Regions from separate parts of the Columba livia genome. Here region 1 is linked to region 2. Evidence: chromatin contacts called from public Hi-C data. All regions are on one chromosome and are shown on one strand. The core of a region is the stretch at or near the end of the contact, and the rest is flanking DNA. Distances in the headings are between cores, read along the strand shown. Region 1 overlaps GALNT7 (polypeptide N-acetylgalactosaminyltransferase 7). Region 2 has its middle 16 kb from the start of SCRG1.

The links. A called contact is a pair of places that touch in the nucleus more often than the background predicts.
Region 1: a contact with region 2 is called in a Hi-C map of crop, with 5 times the contacts expected there. The contact joins two enhancer-like sites. A contact is called at or near these places in 2 of 2 Hi-C or Micro-C datasets (crop and liver).

Annotation. Positions count from the first base shown.
Region 1 is chr4:38,996,542-39,002,982 of bColLiv1.pat.W.v2, forward strand. The region is part of intron 3 of GALNT7 (polypeptide N-acetylgalactosaminyltransferase 7); the gene reads right to left. Among named protein-coding and RNA genes, the nearest start is that of HMGB2, 39 kb to the left of the region's middle. Within about 2 kb of position 2,785, at least 1 of the 3 cell types and tissues checked has an H3K27ac peak away from gene starts, as active enhancers do.
Region 2 is chr4:38,909,487-38,915,592 of bColLiv1.pat.W.v2, forward strand. No RefSeq gene overlaps it. Among named protein-coding and RNA genes, the nearest start is that of SCRG1, 16 kb to the right of the region's middle. Within about 2 kb of position 3,470, at least 2 of the 3 cell types and tissues checked have an H3K27ac peak away from gene starts, as active enhancers do.

The sequences.
Region 1 (6,441 bases), core at 1,535-4,034, 86 kb after region 2:
TGTTCACTGGTGGCTATTGTTCAGATTAAAGAGAAACAGGATATAAAGTGTAGTATAGAGCTTCAGTGCATCCCTGAGGTATGGGGCCCAAAGAGCAGCTCGCTTGCAGACAGTGAGCCCCTTCTCATCCTGAAAGAGAGAGCATGAAGCTGGTGACTGACGACTCCTGCCTCAAGAGACAGAAACTTTTTCCCACACAGGCAGACTGCATCGCACAGACCCCACTGAGAGACATCCCTGCCACTACCACCCTGCTGTTTGTATGGCCAGTAGAGAACTGGGGAAGAAGAGCCCCAAACAGCATCTGCCAAGATGAGGGTCCTCTCCAAACCATCAGATATCATGGTATGGGATGGACTGTGCATTTGGCTAATCTACTACAGTTATTTTTTTTTTTTCTTAAGCCTCTTTAAATCAGATTTACCCCGTAGAAGGGCTGTCTGTGAAGTGTTTCTGTTGGCTTACACAGTCCACATACAGAAACTGCGTAATTAGCAAACTTTAAAACACAGTTGTGACAAGGCAACGTTTGTTAATTTCTGCCCTTTGACAACAAAATATATTTAAACATAATAATTTGCTAGAAGTACAGCAGCACCATGTGAAATGCCCATGCCAGCTGCTTTGCATAAAATTGTCTCCATTTGCAAAAACTGACAGAAAAGCATAGCTACTCATGGGGAAAACGTAATCCCATGGCAAACAAGATGTGATCTTTACTATTTATTATTCAAGGTTAAACTTCCAGGTGTAACACGCTAACGTAGCTAAAAAAAAAAGTCACCAAACCCATTCAGGGTTTCATCTTGGCATGGCACGAAAAGCACTCCTGTATCCATTTAAAACATTTTGCGTTTCAATTTCACTGCAGACGTGGACTTGGGTCTTTTTTCCTGAGGGATTACAGATGATTTAGAAACAAGCAATATGAGTAATCCAGTCCACATTTACCAATATTTATTCATCACATTTATCAACAATGCATTTCATTTGCAACTGTAAAGTCCATTCCCCAACAGCATCCCTAAATGAGACTGTTCACAGTCTCTCTAATTACAACCAGTTCAGGTATTTCCTGGAAGTCTCCCTACCATACCACTAGCCCCTTTTCCAACTATAATAATGCAATTCCTATCACCAAACCCAGAGACACAGCACTTTTAATATAAACAGGCAAAAGTCTTCCCTTTTTCATTTTTTGGCAAGTAAAGTCTCTACTAGAGAGAATGTGACTTTTCAAAGACAACTATCACGTATTAAGAAATTGTGCTTGACAAATATAAACTTTTAAACTTGGGGACAAACAAACTTCCACAGTTATATTCCTCTATATAAAATAAAAGGCTCAAATGCACAGAAGCATTCCTGTGTTTGAAAAGAAACTTCCTTAATAATCAGAAATCACCAGAGTTTCTGAAACTAAATTGAGTTAAACATGGAAAGAATTCTCATAACAGATCTAACAGGTATTTAAAGAGTATTACTTTGGTGAGGAAGGACGTATTTCACTTATTTTCAGGGAACAGTATCAATATATATTTCTCACCCACCAGAAAAAAAGAAATAAAATGGTAGAAGCATAGTATTAATTTTAGTCCTGTGGGAAAAGCAAATTACAGAATCAAAGCAGCCTGTAACTAAGTCTGATCTAATAAGGCATGTCTTCTCTTAGGCATAGTAAGTAACCTCTGAAACAGCACGATCTCTATGAGTACGGTTTACTGACTAAAATCCTCCAGCTTGATTATTTTCATGCCCGAAGTAGCTGCAGCTAATAATATTTATAAGCTACGAATACACAAGTGCTAGACCGACTGTTCAAAGTGCACAGCTCAGGCCGATGCCTTCCTTCTACAGATCCCTCTCAAAAGACTTCAGCTGATTACAGGTTGCAATAACTCCATTTGTAGCATAAGCTTTTAAGCTGTCGACAACTTATTTAGCCATTGCAGAGATAAAATGGATATGCTAAAATGGATGTGCATTAAGATTAATAACAGAACTGTGTTGCTTTACACATGCATTCACACGGATTAATTCTGGTGATAGTTGCGTTAAAATCGAGGAAAATGAGGTGTTAAACATTCAAAATTGGCGTGCCAGCTGAATGCCATTCAAGAGCTTCAAGTAAAAAAGGCAGTGGAAATTACTAGCACCTTTTGCCTCAGTTTCTGACACAGGCTGCGCTGTGCCGCTGATCCGTAACTTCGGCAGTTTGCCTAGGAAACTTTTTTGCTCTCCAATTAAAAAGACAGACAGCTACAACATTCCAGACTGCCTTCAAGGACAAACGAAACAAAGCAAACACTGCAAAACCCCTAAAAATATTTTGGTCGCTTATTTCTCCCACTTCCTGCAGTACAGGTAAGTCATATTTAGGAAGAAAATGGTGAAGAGCCTAAAAATGAAACACAGTAAGTAATTTAACACAATTTTTAAAAGCCAAAGCTATTATAAGAGCCTGAATTGAACAACACATCTGTGAGCAATTTATAAGCATTTTTTGATCTGTATTTAATACATTTTAAAAATATAAACCCAGAGGTCTAGACAGGCTTTTTGCTACCTATCCAGCTTAATCTCCTGAAATCTGTCATCACATTTTACTTTTTAAACTTGAAAAATTATGTGTTGCTAAATGTGCCATTTGCAAGCCATAAAAGCATTACATTTATACTCCTAGTAAGATCATACTTTTAGATTTTCCAGAGGCTTTATTTCACTTATTGGACAGTCCACAGACTGAGTCATCAAGCCCATAAAGCTGCAACAGACTGCAGTACCTCCAATGCACAATCTTGTCTCTCATCCTGCATTTAGAACTAGAGGTTTGAAACATGGTAGGTTTTTAGATGCAAAAAACCTAAGAAATATTTTAACCTCTGCAGCAGTTTTATTTTTTCCAAGAAATGCAAATGTTGCTCAAGTATTTGAGCGACGGAACTCTCGTTTCCTTGCATCCACAGGGAAGGAAGCAAGACGAGCCTTTCTTCAGTGGAGCAGCACTGACATCCAGTGGTGGGCAACCCAAATACCAGGAAATCATAAACGCATTTTCCTTGTGTTTGAAGCTGGATTTTACGGCACTAGTTTCCCTGTAAATTTTGGGCACCAGCAAAAGAAAATAAAAAGCCTGAATTTCCAGATTCGTGCTTCAGTTTTAGAAGATAGGGTCAAGTAGATGTGGGTGTCCAGGAAAAGCTGCACTCTGTTGAAAACTGGCATGGGCGGATTCAAAATACAGATGGGTCTGTGATAAAGAGGACTAACATACATTTCAACCTCCAGCTGCCAGCCCTAGGTGCTGTCCTGCCCACATACAGTAGCACAGTGAGCAGCTGTGCTCATATGCTGTGAACCAAATTAAGTAAACAAACTCAAAAAAAATTTATTCTTATTGGCAGAGCTGAGAAGATGGCACATTGCAGCAGATACACGGGAATGTGAAGGTAGCATCCTTGCCTCTAGAGACTTCACATCACTTTTCCTGAGCCCTGTGAAGATTTACTATCCATGGCAAGAAGGAGCAGGTGAGCACAGCTCTGAAGGGCTAGGTGAAAGGAAGAAACACCTTCAGGTCAGTCCATGAATAAAAACCTCCCATCCCCAAATCAGCACCGGTAATACTAAGCAAAACCATGGACTGACTCAACACTAGAGCAAGAACAAACCTTTTGAAAAATAAAGTAGTGATCTGATGGAGAAACAGTTTCTTCTGTTAGCCTGCATACTTAAGATGCGATTTAGTCCTACTCCCTCTCCACCCCTGGGAGGGAACAGCACTGATGGAGACTGTGCCACACCAAGACCACTGTCCCTCCATCACAAAGCTGTGCATCAGCCACAGCAAGCGAGCAACATTTTACAGGTGACCCTTCTGCACCACAAGCTAGACATCCGGGCTGGAACACTCCTTGGCTTGAGGAAGTTTCTGCTCTTACAGCTTTGTATGCTATTTGTTGGCTTGCTCTTACTCGTGTCCCCTAGCTCCACAAATGTGATGGTGGATGCATGCTCCAAGGACTGGGTGACCCCACAGCCTCCCTGTTACCCACCACCACTGCTGCAGACACAGTCATATGTCCTCAGGCTGAAAAAAGTCCAGACTAGAGGCTGCTTCTCCTGGAAGAGTAATCCAGCCATCAGGCCAAAACACAAGTGAACAAGGAGAGCACCTGAACAGCAATTTAAGGGTGAGCCCCAATCACATAGATACTTAAGAGGGCAACTTGAGATCTTGAGCCAACAGAACTGCTTCTTGTGTCATCCTGAACTCCCAACATCCCTATCACACCAGCACCTAAGCTTCAGAGAAAAATAAGAGATATCATGGCTGGAATCAACTCCCTGTCCTGATACTATCTTCCTCAGGTCAACTATCTAACTAGCACCTGCGCTTACCAAAGGCACACAAGTCCCCGCCCTGGATTTTAAAGCACTGTACTTGTGTGCTCAGACCAAAAATGTAGCAGCAGAGTTCTCTGAGCAGGCAGCTGCAATCACATCCCAGCTCCTGAAAACCTTGGGTCAGCTGTTCCAAGCTGAGAGCCCTGAATCAATATAAAGCTGAAAGTCTCAATTTAGCATTTATCTGGAAATTGTAATTGGCATTAAAAAGTGGAATCCCTCTTCCCCCTTAATATAAAACTGTTCACAATTTTTAATTGTATTTTAAGTTTTATTTAATGTTTAAAGTGGTATGAGATTCATAGTGATATAAATTATCATCTACTGATAACTGATTTATAATGCATCTATTTTTTCCTCACTCTTTGAGAGGGTCTAGCATGAGCAGAGCCCAGGAAGAAGTTAGGAGCTCTGTTGTCATTTGCAGCTTCCTTTTCTTGTAAGCCCTGTTTCTTATCTTTTAAGGAGACAGTCATTCAGCAGACAGCACGCTGTTTACATACTTTAATTCTGAATTCAGGGCTGCTTTAAATCATCAGCTTATTATGACTACCACAGTAAACTGCATCAACCTCCTAGGAAGATGGATTAGAGGTTTTTTTTTCACAAAAGACTTTCAAATAGTTTGCTCATGTGTACAGTTGACACCAACCACCAGGGTCCCAGCTGAGACCGACTGCTTGATGCCTGCAAGTCAGAGTGATCATTGCCTAAATCTAAGGGAGACGGAGACAGAATACAGAGCTAGGCATTGCTTTGTTAAGATACAACTAAGTAAATCTGATGTTAATACTGGATTTGTTACCTGTGAAGCCTTACAGGGTATTTTTACGCATCATCAACATCAATATAAGATTATAGTGGTCAACTTACAAAACAGGTGTTCTGGAAGAGAAGTAAACGGATAACCCCCAAGAAGGACAGTTTGTTCAGCTAAGACTGTGGGTTTTTTGTTTGTTTTTTTGTTTGGTTTGGTTACTTCCTCCTTCAGCAGACAGCAGCAAAACCCCTACCACACAATACCTAACAGCTTATACCTACACTGAAACAGAATTTTCAACTACAATAGCTACATGCTTTACTGATTTCCATTCCTGAAGGAGCCTGCAAAGCTATGTGACTAAATTTCGTTAATGCTCCCAGAAGCACAAGCTACATATCCTACCATACCTCTAAAAGTGCCATGACATAAATTCAGGGCAAGATTTGTACAGAGACCCAACATTAGAGCTAACAGGAAAATTAAAGAAATAAACTTTGCATTTTTTTTAAACACAAGATTCTTGTCTGTATGTTTGTAAGAAGTTAGAATTCGCTGTATATGGCAATTCTCATAATTTCTCCATCAAGGTGGGCACTATTTTGGGAAGTTGGGGCTCGATGCATTTGCCTATGTACAGCTCAAAAGAGTCCACCTGTATATAATTTTAGATTTATTAAATGCTGATAGGTTTTACCTAATATAATAAACAAAATACTAGAAAGAAGCTTGGGGCAGTGGGCTCAGTCACACAGAAATGCTTTATTTCCACTATGCCTCCCTTGCTCATCAGATAATATACCTTGAACTTCCTGCCCATGCTCAGTTGGACTGAATCAGAATTTACATCATGCAAGTTTATTTAAATGCTCTACCACAGTAAGTTCTGGTTAGCAGGAACAAGACAAAGCATAAGAAGTTACTTTAATTTGTAGCAGAAGTTAATTTAATCTACATTCAGATTGCAATTTATTTGACAGAACACCTCCTCCACTTGTCCCAAAATTTCTAGGATGAAGACGGCACCTGTGGGGTTACACAGGCAGCTGCATGAAACCTCTCAGGCTCTTCTCTGCCCCCTCCTCTACAAGTCAGGGTTTAAGAATTTAAATATACTCCAGGCACTGCACTACACATCTTTGTCGAATCAGAGGTCCTGTTAAGAGCTTGGTCTTCTCATTTCAGATGAACACACACAGGTAAGTAAATCCCAACTACAGATAACACATCTGATGCCTCTGTCAACTTCTTTGCACTCTCCAGGTGAACTGTGA
Region 2 (6,106 bases), core at 2,220-4,719:
TAAGTGTTTCTAGTAATCTGGCTATCTCAGCCATAAATTCAACAGGCAGGAAGGATTTTTTTTTATCAGTAAAATATGCCTGGAAACTGCACGCAGCCCAGCAAGATGAGCACGTTTCATTTTTTTACCATTCATATGGTAAATAAGCTTTTAGCAAACCACATCCAAAGGCCTTTTAAAGCTCTCTTCTCGGTATATATTAATCCTGGCCAAGAGCATAGAACTAAAATGCACGGTGAGCTCAGAGGCGAATACTTCCAACGATTAAAATGTTCCACTGAGCATTCCAGTATGGAGATGCCGGTGGAGGGCACGAGGGAACGCGAGCACAAAAGGACATGGCCCCTGGACCGTGGCTGTTCAACAAAACCTCAGCTATTAAAGGGAGCGGGGACAGACCCAATGACAAGCAGAAGCCTGTATTCTCTGCATCCAGCAGGAACAAAATAATCCGATTATGGCCTTCAGTCTCTCTGAAAGTTGGTCGCTAATTAAAGTTTTGAGAAAAATGCTCTGCTGCTGAAGCTCGCTCAAATAAAACACACAGTATTTGTGAACAGAGATGTCTTATGAGTCCAAAGTTAATGCTAGCAACTGCCCCTTAATCTGTACTTAATAATCATCTGGCAGAGTGAAAGACTGACCCAAGGCAAAGTTTAACAATCAAACTGGCAATTAGAGCCACTGGTAACAATTCATTTTTTTCTGCAAATGTGATTTCTATGATGGGAAGTGCTACTATTAAATTTCCAGACATTTATCACTACATTTAAAAAAATGAGACATTATCAACCATAAATACCATGTGAGACTGTATCCAGTGTTAAATCAGGAACATTGTCAAGATCTTGCAGAAAAAGGAAATAAATACTGTGGCATTTGGCTATGGTCACAGCCGTGAGTGCTTTCCTCTTCACATATAGGAGGAACTTAAGGAAAAAAACACTGTAAATTTTCCCTCACAGCAAAAGACTTTGAGCTTGCCATTGTAGAGGAAAAAAACCCCACAACGCTACTGACAAACATCTCCTCTTGAGAGCCCTTTGCCTTCAGTGGCGCTGCCCAGAGGACAGAAACTGGTCTTGCCAGCCTAATTCCCCAAAGTGTGTGAGCACTTGCCTAAATTGAAACAAGCGGTTTCAGTGGGACTATTCACAGCACATAAAACAGGTACCAAGTGTCGTTCTCCGTGGTGTGGAAGCCCAGGAGTGTGACATCTAACACCTTCAGCGCTATCAAAATTGTTGTCTCTCAAGGCAGGGGGAACTCTGCAGACAGTGACTTTCAGGGGTGCCCCAAACAAGGCTGCTTGCTGTGCCTCCATAGGCAATAGCTGTTCAGAGTTGCAGCTGGATTATACCAAGCCTTTCCACTTCTGACACACTCAGGAGAGAGAGCAAGGGATGGAGATGTCCCTCATGCCTGATGGGGCTCACAGCAGTGCCACAGGCAGCCCCCATCCCTCTATGTGATTGTGATGAAATCCTCCCGTAAGCCACTGGAGCAGCATCATGTACCTCTTATTATAAACCTGTAATGGTAATGTTGGAATTAAAGTGTTGACGTGCTTTTTATGAGGACAAAATTGTGCTTGCTGGTACAAGAGAGCTGTGGAAAACAGAGGGAAAAAGGCAATAAAAGGAAAACAAGAGAAATAAGACAGCTTTTAACAATTTCCCCAGTCAATATTGTAAGTTTTAAACATGTGCATCATAAAACTGGCAAATTTTTCTTTCACATTTTTGGAACCTCCTATGGATTTTTTTTTCAGCAATTACATGTTTAATTTCAAAGGAAAAGGAAAAGGAAAAGGAAAGGGAGAAACGTCAAAAGTAGACACTCTAAAGCATATTTTAACAGACCATTAATATATGCCTCAGTTACTTAGAGAACCCTTGAACTTGAGGCAAGAATTAATAACCTACTAAAATGCACATTGTCATGTCTTAAAGATATAATCTTCAATAATTATTTTGCTAGTTAGCAAAGACAAAGGCACTTAGCAAATACAGAGTATAAATGCATTTCTTATATGGTAGTGCATATGTTGAAAAATAGTTCTAGCCTATATAAACAAAATAAATTATGATTAAATTAATTTGATGGCCTCTCTAGGTTCCAGACTTGCTTTTAAGAAAAATACACACACATATACAGCTACATATACATTTCTTAAGACAAGCATAATCTTGTGTACAATACACTAACATTTATAAGACTTTTAAAATCATAATTGACAAACAGAGATAGTTGTCCTTACAAATCCTAAAATTCATGTACCTAATGTTTAAATCAGGACAAGCGAAATATGGTTCAAGAACAAATACAGGTCCATGTAATTCTTAAAATTACTTTTATCTGTTATCCTGACATTCCCTCTTGTGTGGGCGATTATTTTGTTTGTGTTTGTGTTTTCTTTTTTTGCCTTTTTTTTTAAAGCCTGGAAACTGCCACAGAAAAGTCTGGCAGTTATAACCTCCAGCTAACTACTAGCAAATGCTAACATGCTGTAAAGTGGAACATTTATACAAGATCCATCTGGTGCATACAAGTAGGAATCCAAGATTTAAAGCCATTACACTGTGCATGTGCATTTACACCTTCACCAAAGTTGGCAAAAAGAGTAGCTTTTACCCCATGACTCCAGTAGTAAAAGGAAGGGTGTGAAACGTGTGCTGACCTATGCTCCTCCGTCCAATTGTAGTTATTATATACTGCACTTTGGCATGTTACATCCCAGGCTTCATGCCAGGAGTAAATTAGTCCAGTCCTGAACTTGCCTATCAGAAATTAAACAGTACAAGAGTGAAACATGCCTATAAAGTATTAGAGTAGCTGAGCATTTTCTTTTGATCAATCTTACAGCTTTAAAAGGGCACTCCACCGGGTCTGGTAAAACAAGCAATACTCCCATCAAACGGATGTCTCAGCTGACTCTTTTTGCCATAACTGAACAGTAAGGACAGAAAAATAATTTTGAGCTTTTTCATCATTCTTCATGAAGTTTAGGCTTGCTTAACCATACACCTAATGTTTTTGTGTTCTTCTGGTTGATACATTCCCATCACCTCAGGCAGAGTGAACCTGGTTTGTCAGCAAGACTTTATTAACATACAGGAGGCACCTGTGGAAATACGTCGATATGAAAACAAGACATGCACGAACTAATGACAAGCATACTGCTCATTATGATTAAAAACAAAAACAAAAACAAAACAAAACAAAACACCAAAAAAAAAGGTAAAGGGTATATTTACACTACCAGTCAAATTCAGATTTTTGCTAGGAAGCAAATCCCGGTGCTTAAGCCTTAAGGCATTCATCAATGCCCTCTGCCGTCCGTCTTGAGGAATTTCAGTGAATATTGGCTGCTTCTCCCTAAAAGAACCACCACCTCAGAAAGCCGTTTAGGAAAACTCAGATTTCTCGTTTCGTGTGCACTTCCCCACTCGCAAGACCCAGCAAAGCTGTAGCTCTGGCTTTTAGGATCAGGGGATGATTTCTGGCTGTACCCCAAAAATACGAGCCCGTTTCTCCGCCAGCACGGTTCCTTCCTCAGGCTGGTCATTTAGACACCAGGTGGCACCAAATAACAAGTTTCAATAGAGTTGTGGCCTTTATTAGGAAAAAAAAAATGGTGAAAAGGTCTTGTAGAAATGTATGATGATGATGTGAAAAACAAAACCAAAAACCAACCAACCAACCAACCAGAAAAATACAATACAGAGATCAGCATGAATCTGGGGTGAGTTCGCCAAGGTGATGCCTCCACCTAGACAGAGATGGGAAGAGGCAGCGGGGCAGCCCAGGCTTTACCTGACCCTGCAGATGCTCACCCTGGAACCCGACAGCAGCAACTATCTCAGTAACTTCCAAGAAACGCGTATCTGAAGGGGACAAGCACTTTGGGAAATGGTAACAGACCAGCCATTAGCCCCTCTAATTAACTGCTATGAAGTCACCAGGGTTTTGAGTGGGGCTCTCCTTGTTACCAACATTGGTTAATGCTGCTCAATCTGATAGTAACACACCAGTGAGAGCAAAGGCAGTACTTTGGGGGAGGAGATAATATGTTTTTAGACTATGTAAGCACAGATGGGACATGCTACACAACCAACGGACACGGTATCTAGCTATGCATTTTGTTCAGCCTGCTTTGCAATGGCCTAACTGCCAAATCTTGCATGCTCAGCACAAAACTTCATCGTATGTTACTGTGCTGGGATGAGATAGAAACGGTAGTGCTTTTTTCCTGCAGAATATTGCTCAGACCAACAGCACAAAATCAAATAACACGCCAGTATAAAGGAGGATGAACTAGCTGGTTTGCTTTTATCAGTGTTTCCATACTCTATTATAATTTTGAAAGTGTTCTAACTGTACCTGGTATGAAGACATTGCACCATAGTGTTTCACAGGATCAAAAAATTATTGAAACTGGTTTTTGGAAGTCACAGACTGCAGTTGTCCTGCTCAAAACAGGACTACCTTAAGCTAGACCTGGCAGTTCACTGTCTTTTCCTGTGACAATTTAGAAAACTCTAAGGTGAAAATCCCAGAGTATCTCTGGCCAGTGTGTTCCAGTTCTCAGACACTCCCATAATGAAGAATATTTTCTTTATATGCAGTCAGTTTTGCTTGTTGCAACTTGCCATGCACTTTTTACTACACACTTCTGGGAAGACCATGGCTCTATCTCCTTGATGTTCCTCCCCACCTCTGCGGGGTTCCCCCAAAGCCTTCTCCTCCTGATGCTGAGCAAACCCAGCCTCTCCTCACACATCACCTGCTCCAGCCCCCAAACCACCCTAGCTGCTCCTCAGTGGCCTCTCTCCAGTTTGCTACCTTTTCCATGGACTGTGGAGCCCAAATCTAGGTGTAGTACTCCAGGTGCAGCCTCACAAGCACTAGGAAGGGAATAATCTCTTGCTCCTGTAGCTCAGCAGGTGTCAGGCCTTCACCAGCACCGGGGCACAGACCATCCAACGTGGTCTGGCAGCACCCATGTGTTCTCTGCTGCTAAGCTGCCTGGGACTGATCTGTCCTCAGCCTCCTCTGGTGTGTGATGTTACTCCAGCTTGGAGGTCACATTGAACAGCTGTTCATGTCTCCGGTGGATCACCTGGACCCTCAGAAAACGTTTCTGGTTTGACAAAATAAAAAGTAACTGGATTAGGAAAAAAATCAAACAACTAGGATAAATGCAGAACAGTTCTACCTATTAGGTAGCCATAAATATCTATATTGATTGCAGTGAAGTTATTTCAAATTTTCATTGCTATAGCCACAGTATCACAGTATGTTTGGGATTGGAAGGGACCTCAGAAGGTCATCTAGTCCAATCCCCCTGCCAGAGCAGGAACGCCTAGATGAGGTCACACAGAAACATGTCCAGATGGGTTTGGAATGTCTCCAGGGAAGGAGACTCCACAACCTCCCTGGGCAGCCTGTTCCAGTGCTCTGTCACCCTCACTGAGAAGAAGTTTCTTCTCAAATTTAAGCGGAACCTCTTGTGTTCCAGCTTGATCCCATTACCCCTTCTCCTATCATTGTTTGCCACCAAGAAGAGCCTGGCTCCATCCTCATGGCACTCACATTTTATATACTTATAGACACTAATAAGATCCCCCCTTAGTCTCCTCTTCTCCAAACTAAAGAGACCCAGCTCCCTCAGCCTTTCTTCATGAGGGAGATGCTCCACTCCCTTAATCATCTTTGTTGCCCTACGCTGGACTCTCTCCAGCAGTTCCCTGTCCTTCTTGAACTGAGGGGTAACGAAGTTTTTCTTATTGGAATTTTTGGTGTGTGCGAGAGCACACCTGAAGACCACCATGTAAGTGATTGATAAGCTGCAGTACTGCTTTAAGCGGATTTCCAAAGTAAGTGAAAAAGAATCCTAATTACACAAAGTTAATACAGTTATTTGAATAATTGTCTTTTACATGCCACAGGTGTTCAGTCTGATGCCAATTATTTAATTTTGTTTCCTTTCTGGGATACGAAGAGGAGTGATCAGAATTTATATATTTATAACTTGCTAATGGAAATAGGCTGCTCCTAAACTCACAAGCAGAAACTTGATCCCGAAGCTTCCTCAGATTTTGAC